Regions from separate parts of the Zea mays genome. Here region 2 is linked to region 1. Evidence: chromatin contacts called from public Hi-C data. All regions are on one chromosome and are shown on one strand. Each heading gives the region's core, a stretch centred on a gene start, on an enhancer-like site or on the middle of the called end of the contact. The rest is flanking DNA. Distances are from core to core; before and after follow the strand shown. Region 1 holds the start of LOC541695 (60S ribosomal protein L23A). Region 2 has its middle 7.8 kb from the start of LOC100279386.

Evidence for each region. Hi-C and Micro-C count contacts between places; a contact is called where the count stands out from the background.
Region 2: a contact with region 1 is called in a Hi-C map of tassel, with 2.7 times the contacts expected there. The contact joins the enhancer-like site here to the promoter of LOC541695 in region 1. A contact is called at or near these places in 3 of 25 Hi-C or Micro-C datasets (leaf and tassel).

The regions. Positions count from the first base shown.
Region 1 is chr2:33,208,110-33,210,715 of Zm-B73-REFERENCE-NAM-5.0, reverse strand. LOC541695 (60S ribosomal protein L23A) reads left to right here and starts at 1,310. Exons shown (of 4, transcript NM_001348557.1): 1 at 1,310-1,398; 2 at 1,960-1,999; 3 at 2,447-2,606. The coding sequence starts at 1,987.
Region 2 is chr2:33,376,800-33,379,405 of Zm-B73-REFERENCE-NAM-5.0, reverse strand. No RefSeq gene overlaps it. Among protein-coding and RNA genes, the nearest start is that of LOC100279386, 7.8 kb to the left of the region's middle. Within about 2 kb of position 1,290, at least 8 of the 20 cell types and tissues checked have an H3K27ac peak or open chromatin away from gene starts, as enhancers often do. A contact at or near this core is called in tassel, where this site is marked.

The DNA.
Region 1 (2,606 bases), core at 61-2,560:
CTTTTTTCTTTTTAGCTACACCTAATAGCATTTAATCAGGCAGGAATGAGATTGCATGCAGGCTGTCATGCACACAATAACTAAGGGAGCAGACTTCCCACCTTGGTGCGTCCGAGGGCTAAGTCACTGGGACCACACGTTCAAAGCCACTTAATTAGGATCTCTAACTAACGCATGCAGTCAAAGATTGCTTTTCTTTCAGCCACAACGTGTGCATGCATGCAGTCAAAGATCCGGCTTCCTCTCTGTCTCTGTGATCGCCGCATAGACCGCATGCCAGGCCGTTCACTCGGCCTGCGGATGGCAGCCTTGCCCATCCGCCTGACGTCATGGCGGAAGCTTGCATGCCCGGCTTGCGACGGACCTCGTTTGCGCGCAAGCGACAGTCGGGGCAAAGCTCGCTCGTGTGGCATGCGTCGGTTGGGACGAAGCTCGCCCATGGGTAGCCTGCAGCGTGGCATTGAGTTGACCTGCGTGTATCGTCGTTACACGCAGTCACGGTGCTGCTAAAGTTTGGTCGTGTGGTTCCCGACGATCGCGATCTGCTCTGGCACACCAATACCAAATTCAACGTCTGCAGCAGGCACATGCGGCGGCGGCCGACATGCACGCAGTGCACTATGTGTCGACTCGAGGGTGAGGCACGACGCTGCTGGCGCGGTCTCTAGTGGTGGCGCTAGCCACACCTTGCGGGAGCAGGTAGATCCATTCTACTAACAAACAAAATCATACCACACAATTTGGTTGCGTAGAGGAATCGGAGTCTATCGTGTAGGACAGTTCGGCTAGGCCGTAAGACCTGCCGGCTTGACAGAGAGTTGATGCAGATCTGATCCCGTAGCGACATCGAGGTAGAGCGTGCTGATAACGTGTTGAAATACGTTACTACGGATCACCAGATCCGTTCCCTTCCCTCCCGTTAGCAGATTAGGCGCGAGAAGATGTGGATGACCTGTATCCCTTCCTATAAGCACAACAGATAGCACACGAGACACATGATGTAGGGTTGGACCTCTGACCTCTTTCTCTTCTCTATATTATAAGGTGGTATACAGGTTTATTATATAGAGATGTGAGACTCCTCAGGGGCAAAGCAGGTATTTACCCATATAACCCCAACTAAGGTTAGTTGGGCTTTGACATGTATTTCCCCAAAGTGCCCGCGGGCGTGTAACTGAACCGAAGCACCCGTTCTCCCGTTTCAAATCTATGTGGGCCGGTCCATATACAGTCCAGCCAACAGACGGTTCACGATCCGGCGTGCAATCTTCGTTCAGCCCACTGGGAGTGGAGTGACTCACTCGGGTCCATTCTATAAAACCTCTGCCCGGGGGCTAGGGTTTCCTCCCAGCCGTCATCGTTTCGCGTCCGCCTCAGCCCGCCGCAAGGAGAGGTAAGGTAAGCCGCTCTCCTCTCGCCCCATCTCTCCACTGTCCGGCCGTTGTGGTCTCAGCATTCCGAATTGTATGTACTTCTTTGTTGGGTAGCCGGCTCGGTCGGTTCGTGGAACAGCCGGATCTGCTCTGTAAGCGCTTGTTCTGGAGAGGTCTTTCGGCGGGAGTGAGAGTCAAGGTCTCTTATATTTCGTGTATCTGTTCGTATCGGTAGCTTTTGCTGTTAATCGTGAGAAGGTTTTGTGGGAGGGATCTCTTTGACCTTAGTACGCCCATCTCATCGTGGTAAGGATGCTGTCTATGATTTCAAATATTATTGCCATTGTTGAATTGGAAATGGCGCTGGTTTACTAATGGTCTTGCTATGTTTCTGATTTTGGCTGGGTTAACGCCTAAACTTGGCTTTCGGTTAACGCTAGACCGAGTACTGTTATTTGTTAACCGGTAGCATTTATGTAGATGACAAAACCATTCTATGGTTCACTACACAATTTGCATTATTTTGTCTTGTCTCCTTTGCTTCTTCACCTATCTGACATTATTTTCTTTCTTTGTATGTTTCCAGTTCAGGAGACATCTTCGAGAAGCTGAAATGGCTCCTAAAGGTACACGCCTAACATATTTCTATAGGTGCCATATACTTGATCAAGAAATGCCCTGTGTCAACCTTGAAATTGCTATAAGCTGATCGTGCATTTCCTGTTCCCTTGTTTGTCTCACCACGACACCATGTATTAGGAACTAGTAACTAGTGGGTATTTGTACATTTAGGTCTTCGATCTAACAACCTCCTCTTTGTTGTACTCATGCCTTGACCAGAACATGAGTCCTCTCAAAAGGGTGAGTATAGAATTAGCAAACTGTATTTGCTGCATTATCTCTTGAATACAGATATGATCTCTAATGCATTGGCATCAATACATGTTGTAATCCTGTCTATTTTAGCGCACAATCATCATGCTGAAATTCATTACCTGTCTTTTTTATCTTACTGTGGTTTCATTAGCTGCTCCTGATTACCTGTTTTTTTTATCTAACTGTGGTTTCATTAGCTGCTCCTGCCAAGAAGGGTGATGCCAAGACCCAGGCCTTGAAGGTTGCCAAGGCTGTGAAGTCTGGGGCAGCCAAGAAGAAGACCAAGAAGATCCGCACGTCTGTGACATTTCACCGCCCCACGACCCTGAAGAAGGCTAGGGACCCCAAGTACCCACG
Region 2 (2,606 bases), core at 41-2,540, 170 kb before region 1:
AAAAAGGAACATGATCATTAATTTAGTGCAAAACAGATCAACGATATTAACTTATCAGTCCGTTTGGATGTTAGCATTGAGACAGAGGAATTGTATTGGGGTAGGAATGCCAAAGCTGAGTGGAAATGGAAATGGCCTTCAATCTCATTGTTGTTGTTTGATTGTATATATAATTGGAAATGGGATCGGGAGATCATCCAAACAACGGAATTGGAGGTTGTCCAATGACACGCTCCAATGCTAACTTCCAAATGGGGTATATTAGTAATTTAGGCCCATTTAGGACGGCTCTAGCTCTATAAAATTTAGTATAGTTAGTGGAGAAGATCACTAGATACTCTAAGAATCGTGGAGATGTGAGTTAACTTTAGATGACATTTAAATAAGTCGATTTTATTTATTATTCAGATTAAAAATATATCTTTAAATATTAAATTTAAAACTACCACTCTATAGTGGAGCGAATTTGGATCAGTTCCAAATACTCCCAACTAGGTGCATCTCAAGCTAAAAACACCTATCCTGACACCATGTGCAGGTATCTAGATTGCGTCCCGTTTCTAGCGAGCTACACTTACCCATGCAACCAATCACATGGATAGGGCACTACCAAGCTCGTCTGTCGAACTCTGGGAAGGTCCTCCCATATCATAGTTGTGTTGGGTCTCTGCTAGAGTGTGCATTTAAGCTAGGTGTAACAAGCTAGCACAAAGCACGGGGAAAAAGCACGACCCAAGCACAGTACGATATGGAAAAATTTCGGCCCGGCCCGGCTCGATGCACCGGTCTGCTTGGGCCGAGGTCCTAGCCCGTTTATGCAAGCACAAAACGGCCTTCACTGTATATTAGCGGGCATGTGTTCATGCACGCCTTCAGGGTGACACAGTCCATGGGCTAGTGCCCATCGTCCACCCGCCCTCAAGCCTAAGACCGTCTACAACAGTTTATTCATAGTTTACCTAAAAACACTATTTTACACTGTTATGCACTGTACATTGCACCAGAGTGGAGTTTGAATATATGAATGAGGATGGATAAACTGCTGGATATAGTATAAGAGGCAAGTTGCCCAACCAATGAGCCAACCATCGGTTGAACTGGAACCCTAAACCTAAATGGCCAGACGCGAGACACTCAAACCCACAGCGCAACCGCCCTCGCCCACTTTCCCTTCGCCTTGTCCTTCCCCAATCCCCAGTCGCCGACCGCACACATTCCATCTTGCCCCTTGCGCTCTTCACTAGCCGGCAGCCACCGCCTGCCCTGGCCCTACGTTCTCTAGGCTCGAGCAGCAGGGAGCACACACATCCAGTGACAACCTTCCGCCCAACTATACATGTCCAGACGAGCTGGGCTTGCCGAGCGGCCCGAAATCCGGCTCGAGCAACACGACCCAATTTTATTTTTCTATTTTTTCATATAAATACATATATTATACTTGAATATAGAGTATAAACACAAGAAACATGTGTTTTTGTTGGTTATGTGGGTGTAAATAAATGTTAAGAGCTAATAAATATAGTTTAAACCCACAAATATGCATATTTTTAGGATATTTTTATCGTTTAAACGTCATATGCTATTATGGACCCATTTGGCCCGTGGGTCGGCCCGGCACGATTATTAACCTAGCGGGCGGTGTCTGAGCCTCGCTCGGGATACGTGGGTCGGCACGACCCGAACCGCTAGCTAATCCGGGCTGGACCGGCACGGTTCCAATCCGTACCAAGCCTAGCCGTGCTCGGGTCGGACTGGCACGACCCATTTAGACATCTATACGTCCAGCCCACGTCCGATCCGGCGACAACCGTCCTAGGCCGGCTTGCGTCCGGCGTGGCGGTGGCTGTTGAGAACTACGTCACCACGGATCACCAGATCCGCTCCCTTCCCTCCCGTCAGCAGTAGAGGCGCGAGAAGCTGTAGAGAACCTGTCTCCCTTCCCATAAGCACAACAGAGTAACACACGAGACACATGATATAGGGTTGGGCCTCTGGCCTCTTTCTCTTCTCTGTATTATGAGGGGGTGTATAGGTTCCTTATATAGAGATGTGAGACCCCTCAGGGGCAAAGCCGGTATTTGCCCACATAACCCTAACTAGGGTTACTTAACACTCCCCCTTGGGCGAATACCACGACCAACACATGCCTCATTAAAACTCCCAAAAAACCAGTGGAAAATATGGAGAAAGAGCGCATGGTGACGCATATTGCATTTGCACTTTGTTGCCTCGTTAAAAACCTTATGTGAGAAACTTCAAGAAAACTCACTAAGGGAAAAAGAGTGCAACAACTATCATTAGGACATATTTCGATCATCTAGATCTAGATTCAATTGAATCTTCTATAAAGGCTAACTTTAGAAATATGCTCCCCCTGATCCTTGCAAAACTATCTCAGTATGGCAAAATAACTTCTTCTGGAAGTTTATGCAGTTATGCACATATTGATTTAGCAAATAGATTGCATATTGTTGCAAGGATTATATCAGGAACTTCACCTCTACTCACTTCTAGGATATACGAGGTAAGTGCACGTATCAACGTAAATAAGCCACTTTGACTGATGGTGTTCGATCGGCTGGATCTATATATTTGATAGAAACTTC